Linked DNA regions of Mus musculus: region 1 is linked to region 2. The links are chromatin contacts, called in public HiChIP or PLAC-seq maps. All regions are on one chromosome and are shown on one strand. The core of a region is the stretch at or near the end of the contact, and the rest is flanking DNA. Distances in the headings are between cores, read along the strand shown. Region 1 has its middle 9.3 kb from the start of Gm46423. Region 2 overlaps Ptch1 (patched 1).

Region 1 (5,557 bases), core at 2,918-5,417, 370 kb after region 2:
AAAGTGGATCCTTTTTGTAGCTTCTAGAAGAGGCGAGTGTTCTAAGGGATTACCTGTCATTGCTACAGACTTGTACATGGTTTGGGCAGCTACAGGCTAGGTGACTACATGCCAGAGGTCAACATCAGCACGGAGAGGTGGGCGGAACTCGACATGGCCACCCTCCACAGACAAAGCTTCTAGAAACCTCAACTTAGACACACCAGGGCTTGCAGCTTTCATGCTGAGTTTCAAGACTCACTGGCACAGTGAAGCCGAGTTGGAGATTTTATTAAAGATATTTTAATAGTTGCTGGGAGGTTGGTTTTATGCTCCAGTGGATGGCCCCACACCATACCCATATGCACGTAACAACACTAATAGAACTGGACCTAGTGAGTTGGTTTTTGTTTTTGTTTTGTTTTTTTTTTTTTTAAGAAAGTATGATGTTAGAAAGGATTGTGAGGGGAAACGTAAAGGAATTGGAAGGGAAAATGGAGGGCAGCAGTGATCATATGGACGGGAAATGGAGGGCAGGTGTGATTGATTATATGGATGAGAAACGAAGGATAGGTGTGATCATATGGAGTCTCAGCTAATATTTCTGGAAACACTCTTACAGAGGAGTGTCTTGGGGGGTGACTAAATCTAGTAAAGTTGACAAGGAAGCTTAGCCATAATATCTTTTTTCCCTTTTATTGAAAATAGATTATTTTCTCACATAGTATTTCCTGATTGCACTTTTCCATCCTTTTATTCCTCCCATTCTCTGTCCACATCTTCCATCCACATCCACCCCCTTTCTGGCTCTCATCAGAAAACAAACAGGCTTCTAAGAGGTAATAATAGACTAGAATAATATGATACAATATAGTAAGATAGAACAAAAACTATCACACCAGAATAGGACAAAACAAACAGAAGGAAATGAACCCCTCAAAAAGGCACATGATACAGATGCAGAGACCCACTTGTTTACACACTTAGGAATCCTTTTAAAAAACTAAACTGGAAGCCATAAGGTATATAAAAAGGACCTGTATAATAAAAAGAGAAGGGATAGATAGATAGATAGATAGATAGATAGATAGATATTGGTGATAGATATACATAGATATTGATGGTAGATATAAATAGGTATTTAGATATAAATAGGTATTTAAGATAGATGATAGATATACATAGATATTAATAATAGATATTAATGATAAATAGAAAGAAAAATAGGAAGAAAGATAGATATTGGTGATAGATATACATAGATATTGATGAGATAGATAGATAGATAGATAGATAGATAGATAGATAGATATTGGTGATAAATAGATATACATAGAAAGAAATAGATATGGGTGATAAATATAAATACTTTAAAAGATAACAAATTCTAAAGGAAGGAAGAAAAAAGGAAGGAAGGAAGGAAGGAAGGAAGGAAGGAAGGAAGGAAGGAAGGAAGGAAGGAAGGAAGGAAGGAAGGAAAGAAGGAAAGAAGGCCAAGGAGGTCACAGCAGAGTTCAAGTGGCTTGTGTGAAGGCTAAAGTGGAAGGCTGGTTAAAATGAAGACTCCTGGCAGTGGTAAGAGATTAATGAACCAGGTGCTGGTTACAGAGTCACAGCAAGTGACCAGTTTAGTTGAGTATTTTGTCCTAAAACGTCCAGTTACCTCTTTGGTGTGTACCAGTTACCTGTACCTGGAACTGAAACATTCCTGGGGGAAGGCCTGTTACCACTCAGAAAGGAAACAACTTGAGTGTCAGGAAGGTCCTGAGCAGTGGTCCCGCGCCCCAAGCCATGCGTGCGAGAGAGAGAGAGAGAGAGAGAGAGAGAGAGAGAGAGAGAGAGGGAGAGAGAGAGAGAGAGTGTGTGTGTGTGTGTGTGTGTGTGTGCCTGCGTGCGTGCATACCAAGAGGCACAAACACCTTTGCAAAGCTTGAGACCCTCCAAACCCGGTCTGTCGTGCCCTCGGACCTCAGCTTCAGCCCTCTGCCCCTCCGTTGTTTAATGTTGAGACAAGTCAACTTGAAGCTGGATAATAAATGAATTCCAGCTTGAGTCTTGGCAGGATTTGTTTTGCTTGAGGGAAGTTGTTTATGCTAACGGGTCCCCCCTCTGCATAGTTAGATTTATATTAAACAGAGTCTTGTCCATCATCTGGATACTGCTGTAAACAAGATAATCTTTGTCTACCAGGAAAGAGCCTGATGCCAATAACTTTAAATAAACACAAGCACCAGTTTTGTATTTACATTGTCTGAGGTAACCACTGGCAAAAGCTGTTAATGGCGCCATCGGCCTTTCTCTGGCTAAGGTAGTGTTGCCTTTCCTGCTGACCTTGCTCATACAGAACTAGCTCTGGGGGGGGGGGGGATGGGGTGGAGATCTCCTCCTTAGCATATGGGTGCTACACCCAGGCCTGCATTCTTTTGTGTGGTTTTGGCATTTTAAAATTCCACTTAAATATCATGACCTCTTTTTGTGCAGGGTAAAATGGGGGTATGGATTGTTGGGGGGGGGCAGTTATTAGTCAGGAATCAAGTCTTAAACTTAAGCTATGAATGCCTCCCAGGGCCAGGCTTATGGGTACAAGTGGGCTCCAAGGTTATATTATTAATGAGGCCATGACTCAGCTCTTTGGAAAGGATCAGTATACTGATTTACATTCCAGTTGGAGAATAACTGAAAATTTGCAGAGGTCTGGGTATCTTTTCAACAACAGAGAAGCCACAAGACACTAACTGCTCTTCATAGAGTGATAACCGATTTCTGTGAAAGAATGAAGACAAAGCCTTTCTTCTTTCCTTCCTGGCCTATCTTCCTTGCAAGGAAAATAAGAACTAGCTAGGCTGAGTGTAAAAGTCACACTCTACTACTAGAGTAGCCTACTGGAATGTTGTTTTGTGACAACATGTGGCCAGGTAACCAGACTGGCTTTGAAAGCCTGTCTTTGTCTCCTGGGTGATGGGATTTCACCACCTTGCCTGGCTTAAAATGTCTTCTGTGGTAGTAAATGTGCTGCTAACAGTCCAGGCTTCTAGTACACGGTGCTAGACACAAGTGTCCTTTTTATTTGCTTGATTTTGGAGCTTTCCATGGGTCTCACATAGCCCAGGCAGGCATCCAGACTCTATGTAGCCAAGAGTGTATCCCTCCCCAGTGCCAGGATTACAGGTGCACCCTTTAACTCCTCATTTTAAAAGAGCGAAACAAGCTACTTGTAGTGGAATACCATCAAGATGATGTTGGTAGGAGGTGCAATGCCTGAGGTAGGAAGCGGTGCCTGAGAATTCCATGAAGAAAGTGAGAAAGTTCCAGGTCCAGTGAGACCCTATCTCAAAAGATAAGGTGGAAATCGATGAAGAAAGACACCTGACACTGATCCATGGCTTTCCTGAGCACGCGCGCGCACACACACACACACACACACACACACACACACACTCTACAATGTTCCTAGGTGACAGGAACCTTGGGGAACCATTGGTATATAGGTTGTCTGCCCCCGAGAAGACATGATTGTGTGGATTGTGTGGCACGTGTCTAGAGTTAGCGCATATGTCAGCTGAGGAGTATACTGTCTGACACACTTTTTCCATGGCTCTATCTTGCTTAGTACAATGTATACTGACAGATGTTCAATATCCAACATCAACTGGTAGGACAGCTATGCTCAAGCAGACTACACTGCAGACAAAGAACCCCCTTGCACTGGATTCCCTAAGCTGAATATCTCCCCCACCCCACCCCCCACCCCACCCCCCACCCCCGGCCAGGACCTCAAGGTGGCAGATTTTTAGGTTCCTAGGGAAATGCCTTCTGGGGGCAATGATAGGAAATCCTGTCTCCTCCTCTTCCTCTCTTTTACCAGCTGGGCTGTGGCTTCGACATGATTGGACTCTGTCAAACATTGCCACCATGATACCTTCCTTCCCACAGGCCCAAAGAACTGGGCTAAGTTCATCGTTGTCCAGAGCCTTAAAGCTGTAAGTCAAGAGAAACCTTTGTCTTTTATAAGTTGATCATCCTGAGTGTTTGCTACAGTGGCAAAAAGCTGATTCACACAACAAAAATGTGCGAGCCGACTTCTTTAATCAGAAGCTGCCCTGCCACAGCTCAACGGGCCAGGGCTGCTCTGAGGTGGCTGTGCTCCAGGCTCTGCTGCCCAGAGCTGGCCTCTCGTGCCAAGTCCTGCCTCATTTCGTCTCAGCAGCGCCATAAATACTTCTTGAATTTAACTGCTTCATTCTTTCTGCACACACTGGAGCTCACACTGAAATAAAAGAAGCTCAACGTCTTTCCAAGTTCCCACAGGGCTCCAGTTGGATCCAGCTTACTCCTGTTTGAAGTCTGCAGTCAAGGATGGGTACTCGTGAGGAGAAAGTACAGAGTCTTGCTCGTGTTTCCTAAAAGAAGTTCGCACCTAATCACCTCCTCCTCCAGCCCTGGTCTCCTGTGCCCAACAGGTCCTTATTTGATAAATGCAAATACTATATCCAGCCAAGTCAAAGGACTCCTCCAACCGTGCTGGGGAGATAATTAATGTCTCAGGGCAGTGTGGGGGGGGGGGGGGCAGCTAGTGGGTGGGGCCCAAACCAGCCCTATTCTTGAAGAGAGTGTATTTCTTTCTGTAACCCCACCAAAAAAAAAAAGTGATTTTAATAATTCTGTTTGGCTCCCGTGTCTCATAAAAGATGTTTTGGGGGTGGCCCCAGCTTTGTGTGTGTGTGTGTGTGTGCTCTCTTTAGTTATAGGAACACACACTTTGGTAATCCATTTTTTTTTTTTATTCATCTCCTGGATACCAAAGGGCCCTCTAAGCCCTGGAAGCCCCCCTCTGACTTCTATTATGGATTTTTCTGGTTGCCAGTCATGGCCAGTTTGTTAGAATGAGGGCAGAGAGGGAGGGGGAAGGGAGAAGAGAGAGAGAGAGAGAGAGAGAGAGAGAGAGAGAGAGAGAGAGAGAGAGAGAGAGAGAGAGAGAGAGAGAGAGAGAGAGAGAGAGCGCGCAGGGGAGAGCCAGCTTGGGCAGGGAGGAGGAAGCAGAACAGCCTATGTGTGTGGTCCAGGCTGGTTCTCCCTTCACGAAATCCCGGGCTTCATTCCTGGCTCTGGCAAACTTGAGCGTCAGTGAATGAGTACCTTATCCGTTTTCTAAACACTGAAGAGGTTTGAAAGGGCTCTGTGGGCAGACTGTTACTATCGGCAAAAGAAAACAAGCCAGCGTATTTAGCTAAGCATTTTTAATATTTAAACATCATAACCTTCAGCTATGCAGGAGCAGTGGCTGGCAGCCAGGAAAGCTGGCCGAGGGAACTGGAGCTGCAAGTGTTCCTTCAGGTGGGTCTGCTGTCCCTTCGAGGGGCCAACAGGGCCTCCAGGCTTCCCACTGGCTCCAGACCTGTGTGCCTCATAGTGGCAGCTTGCAAGGGGAGTCATCCAGTCTTTTCATGAGCTTTGTGGTTTGATCCTAACTCATTGCTTCCCTATTCAAAAAGCAAGTCTCAGCAGACCTCCAGGAGAAAAGGAAACTGGGATAGCGAGGCAGGAACGTGAACAGGGAAGCTGTGGCCTCAGCATCAGG
Region 2 (5,794 bases), core at 3,253-5,752:
AAATAGGTTGGTAAAAGTGAATGAAATCTAATGATGCCTACAGAACTGTTTCTGAAAAGAGGAAAAAAACATTCTGCTGAAATCCCCTCCCCCCCCACCATTCACTCAAAAAAATGCGCATGGAATTTCAATGTTTTTATTTCTTGTCCAAAACTGAAACAGAATAAACAATGATAAGCCACACCGGAAACTGTCACTGAGTCCAGCGGCTGGACACTGAGGGTGCACTTACAGGAGGTATGCTGTCCCGGACTGTAGCTTTGCCCCTTCCCAGAAGCAGTCCAAAGGTGTAATGATTAAGCAAGGGTAAAGGTATTCTATTATCTGTCAAAGCAAAAAACAATAGGGGTGCTTTAGGCTCACACTCGCTGCTCGGGTTGTTTCCAGAAATTTTGAACACTTTCCCCTCTCTGCAAACAAGAAAAGAATGTACCTGATCCATGTAACCTGTCTCCGTGATAAGTTCCCCTGATTTGTAGCACAAATGTTCCAACTTCCATTGCCTATTGGGATGGAAAGTGAAGAGAAATAAAAAAACTAAAACAAAAATGCTTCTTACTGCAAGGAAATGAGCTTAAAACAGGAACAACAGGACTTAGCAAAAGGCTGTAATTTCGATCACGCTGAAGCATCTGTCAAAACCAGCAGAGCTTTTGCCAAGGAGAAAGCCGGCAAGCCCCGCTTTAATGAATAGATAACACTGGATCGTAATTAAGATGTGGGGTGTTTATGTAAATGAATGCTACCGAAGTACTTGAAGTCTTGTTTCCTTAAGTGTTCTACCAATAATCTTGTTTACACCATTAATCTGCTTTTCCACACACATTAAACAACCTGCAACAATCCAGTGGAATTATCACAAATTCAAAATAGGCGGAGCTTGGGCTAGTGTGGCGTGTGCTGGGATAGACTCAGGTGGGAGAGTATTACTGGCTTGCCTTTTTCTCTTTTTTACTAGCTTATGTTATTTTTGGTCACGTTTGAAACAAACTTTCCTGCTCTTAATGTTATAAACAACCTCCACCAGGTAGACAGGACATTAAATGCATGGACCACGAATTAATTTGGTTTTAGTATCTCTCAGAGAGTGTTCTGCAAACTCATGGCTTTCTCAACGTGTTTAGGGAAAGACGCTTTACTCAAAAATAAAAGGATATTTGGAAAGAGTAAAGACAGGAAATCGAAGGAATGAAAATAAAAATTACCCCCTCCCCCCACCAGTTATATTTTATTGGTCTCCTCAGGGGGACCTGCCTTCTCCCAAGGGCATTTTTGATACTTTGCATCTTCTTCCCTACACTTTCTTCTAGGACTTTTCCATCTTTCTCTTAGTGCCCTTTCAAACCTCTACCTTCCTGCTAATCAAAAGTTTTCTTTGCCTAATGCTGGTGAAAACAACCCTTATGTAGAGTCCTGGCTCCAGTCTTACCTGGTACCTGGTGTATGAAGGGTGGGCCCTGTTCATGCCTGGCTTTGTCTGTTTCTACCTGTACTGACTGTATTTCTCTCCCTGGTATCATTCATTCATTCATCCGCCTATCTCTCCCCTCCGACACTTATCAACCCATCGATCAGGTAAGTGTTCTATGTGTTTCGCATGTGCACACACACACACACACACACACACACACATACACACACCCCAATATAAGTGGGTCTTCAGCACCACCTGACCAGCTGAATCTCTGCATTTGTTTGAGAAAGATGCCCACTGATTGTTCATTGGACATGAATCCAGAAAACAGCATTTGAAACCCGGCTTGATCTTTGACCTTGGACAAACACTCCATTTATTCTCGTTTTCATTTTTTTTTTCACCTAAAATATGCAAGTGCTCACTAGACAAGGGTTCTCTCCTATGCATAACTCTGAGTCCATCTTAGTTAACTTCACAGAACCTTAAATCTTGTCCTGAAGCATATGGCAGACAAGTGCTTCAGAATAGGCAGGTCTTAGCATATGTGTGTGGAATAACCCTGGGAGACCAGGTTCTCCACAGGGCCTCTGACTGCAAACTTTCCCATCTAGACCAGACAGTTACTCTACACTGAACACTCCTGATAGGAGGAGACCAATTCCTGAACACGTCCCATATTTCCCAATCCCCTTTTCTACAAATATCTGACCTTGCCCTACTCAACAATGGGCCAGGTATATGTATGGCTCCTATTTTAAAATAATAGACAGTATAGATGTATTTAAGAAAAAAAAAGATGTTAATTTTGTTTTAAAACTCTCTTATTATCAATCTACCTCACTCAGACATCCGGGAGAGACTCAATGCTCACCCCTCCATTTGCTTTGTGACCAATTGAATTCTTCCCTTTATCGTCCCTCTCATCCACCTCTTCGCCCTACCCATTGTCGACTGAGGCTATGCAAAACATAACTGCTCCAAAGAAAGGTTCAGTAAGAGATAATTTACCAAGTTAACAATATATTCAATTTAGGGGGAAAAAAACTTAAGCAAATGAGATATAGCCCAGGTAAGAAGTCCCGCAATAGAATCATATTCACTTGTAGACCACACCAAGATACTCATTCAAAGTACATTATAGCGGCAGAAGAGAAGGCTCAGAGGTTAAGAGGACTTGTCATTCTTGCGGGTGACCTGGGTTTGGTTCTCAACTCACATGGCCGCTCACCCTCTCTAACTCCAGTTCCAGACTGCCCACGTGTGGCACACAGACACACATGCAGGCAAATATTCATACACATTTTTTAAAAAAAAGCTTGAGCACATCTCCAATCTGAAAGCTCGACATCTGAAAAGCGCAAGAATCTGAAACCTTCTGACACCAACGGGGACCGCAAATAGGACATTCTATACCACGAAACTCCATTTTACACACAAAAATAAATATTAAAATACTGAGACATATGTCAATCCTGTCTTCAGTCTTTAATCCTGCCCCCAATATATTATTACCTACATGGAAATACTCTAAAATAAACTTTTAAATGTTTGAGACACTTCTGGGTCCCAAGAGCCTTGGATAAGGAATATTCAGTGTGTACTATCTCACTGTTGAACTCTATAAAACAAATCAAGATGGAGACGTGTTCAGTGGCAGCGCTGAGAATTATCACCTGTAAAACCTTGGGTTCTAAAAGGTTAACAAAAAACTGCTGGAACTAATCCAGTACAAGGGACCTACCTGCTGTACCTGTGCAGGTGACACAGGGCCTTACCTGTTATACATGTAGACGTGCACACGACTGGCCTGGAGTGCTGAGTCCAGGTGTTGCAGGAGAGCCTCTGTGGTCAGAACATTAGCGCCTTCTTCTTTTGGAGTCTGTATCATGAGTTGAGGATTAAACATAGCCTCTTCTCCTATCTTCTGACGGGTATAATTTAATTCTCGACTCACTCGTCCACCAACTGACAAACACAGATAGGTATCGATCAGAACAGAACTCACCTCAAACTCGTGTTGTCTCACTTGGGACAAACTAGCAACGAAACTTGAGTTAGCAGCAACGATGGCTTTGCAAATGGTTAAGTGTAAACTGCCACACACCCAAATCTACTAGATACAGTCTGACTGACAGATTGTGTCTAAGGGGGAAGGGAGTGTGGAAACTCCATACATACACCTTTTCCCTGCAGACCAGACCAAAATACCATGTTAGTCTCTTCCTTGCATAAACAATGTGGGCTGCAGCACCTTTCATGATGGCTTCAACTTACAGTCTTAAGTAGTCTAGCAAAGGTAACACAGAAAAGTTACTCCTCTGTGAAAAAAAACCACAGGAAGATGGTCATTGTGTTCAGAACACAACCCGTGGGCAGATAAAAACTGTGATTCAAGTCAGAAGGGCCAGGGGAACTCCAAGGCTATTGCAGTCAGCCCCTGGAACCTGGTTCCATCAGAACCACCTGGTCAGCATCCAGAATGCACAGGTGTCAGGCTCTGAGTCACTTGGAATGCAGCCTGTGTCTGCAAGCTCCTAGGTGACGTTGGACCTGCTACTGAGGCCAAGGAGGTGTGCTATCTACTGACTCCAACCTGGATCTACTACAAGTTGGCTAAAGCTAGGCATGCTGGTATCCAGGTCCAGTTGACCGTGTTTTAAAACTATTTTTACTCTGGCTCTCCTTTCTGCGTACTTATGTACACTGAATTTTGGGAGCAAACCATGCTCAGAATGCCAGCCCTGCCTGTTCTGAGAGACTTCCTGGGAAGACGGGGGACAGAGGATCTGCCTTCCACGGTCTGACTAGTTCCCAAAGTCACTGATAAGCTCAGAGTTTCTGAGAAGCAGGCCTGAGGCTGCAGCTGGGAAAGAACTCAGTGATTGTCACTTTCCCACGAGGAGGAATCCTTTTTCTTCAAGTTTAGTATTCAAGGACATAAACATTTGGTTTGGGAAAGTAAGTAAGTACTGAGAACAGTGGGGTGTTTGGTTCTCTTGGCATATTTTATAAACAAGGGGGCAGGCTAAAAAGCAAACAATGCCCTCATTAGGAAAACTAGTGCAGAATCTCGAGCTGGCAGGACCCTATGTGTAGATCTCACAGAGCCGCCAAGGCCACCACGGAGCTCTGAGGTGAGGCTGTGGGAGGGGGGCAGCAAAGGGTTCATGAAAAGTATTCCAAGTGTGCAGACAGCTTGACGAATGCTAAGGGGAATGGCTGAGGGCTTCACCAATGTCAAGTTATGGAAAAGGAGAACTGGGGGTGTGGCTCAGTACCAGCCTGGCAATCACCAAGTCCCAAGTTCCAGCCTCGGCACCAGGGAAACTCTGGGAAACAATCTGGAACAGAGGGTGCACCCCTCTCTACTACCCAGACAGCCAGAGTCAGAATACAGACTTCCAGCCAACTAGCCAACTGAACTTGACATCTGTGGGTGTAGAGGCACCCGGAAGCTAAGCAGTCAATGTCTAGTTCAGGTCACTGCTGAAGAAGTACAAGGCCACACAGGAGGGACCACCACCCCACATCTGCTCAACTTCTCATTTTTCCTGGTGATGTTACTACACCTCAAGCCCCTCCAGTCCCTTGCTTTCTGTGACTAGATCCTGTTCAGCACACTGTGCATGTTTGCTTTTAAAATTAAAACCTGGGTGACCTCAAACCATGGGGCATAAAACAATAACAACAACAACAATTTAAAATAAAAATCAAGCAATGGAGTCCCTCCTTCCCTAACACACAACTGCATTTACAGCAAGGATCTATCCATGCAAATCATGACAGTTTGACCAAGTTCTACCCCTGACCCCAGAGACTAGAGCAGAAGTCTATCACTATCTACAGCACCCAATATGAATGCTCAGAAAAACAAAGAAACCCAGAACATGGCATACGTCACACTGCTGAGGTCATCAGTGTACTCTCTCCAACTAAATTCCCGTGAAAGGGGATTCAGAAAGGATTCTCAAAGTAGGGAACATGTAACTCTTGGGCTCTATTACCACCCTATGGTGTATGTTAAAACCAATGCATTTTAAAAGCAACTTGACATCCATGTTTTCTTGAAGGGTTCATGTTTTTGTTCTCTTTGCTCTAGTAGCAAATATTTGTGAGTCTCCCTTTGAAAGATTTATTATTCCCAGTCACGGGTGTATTGGTGTGCCTGTGGGCTATGCATATATATGAGTATGGGCACTCAGAGAGGACTGCCCTGGAGCTGGAGTTACAGGTGGTTGTGAGCTAGCCTATGTGAGTGCCGGGCACTGGGTTTACTCTGCTCTTTTAACTGATGGGCCCTCTCTCAGTTACAAATTTTATTGATGTGACAATCAGTACGAGCCATGCAAGACCACAACCACTACTGATAAAGTGGAA

Evidence for each region. HiChIP or PLAC-seq counts read pairs in DNA pulled down with a chosen protein or histone mark.
Region 1: an H3K27ac HiChIP or PLAC-seq map of neural progenitor cells shows a contact between it and region 2, with 4 times the contacts expected there. The contact joins two enhancer-like sites. A contact is called at or near these places in 7 of 484 Hi-C or Micro-C datasets (the BV-2 cell line, Sertoli cells, cardiomyocytes and 4 more) and 8 of 115 datasets of contacts at active chromatin or transcription factors (astrocytes, craniofacial prominence, embryonic hindbrain and 3 more).

Annotation. Positions count from the first base shown.
Region 1 is chr13:63,913,199-63,918,755 of GRCm38.p6, forward strand. No RefSeq gene overlaps it. Among named protein-coding and RNA genes, the nearest start is that of Gm46423, 9.3 kb to the left of the region's middle. Within about 2 kb of position 4,168, at least 151 of the 459 cell types and tissues checked have an H3K27ac peak or open chromatin away from gene starts, as enhancers often do. A contact at or near this core is called in neural progenitor cells, where this site is marked.
Region 2 is chr13:63,544,804-63,550,597 of GRCm38.p6, forward strand. Ptch1 (patched 1) reads right to left here. Exons shown (of 24, transcript NM_008957.3): 3 at 3,193-3,382; 4 at 434-503; 5 at 233-324. Among named protein-coding and RNA genes, the nearest start is that of Ptch1, 18 kb to the right of the region's middle. Within about 2 kb of position 4,503, at least 44 of the 459 cell types and tissues checked have an H3K27ac peak or open chromatin away from gene starts, as enhancers often do. A contact at or near this core is called in neural progenitor cells, where this site is marked.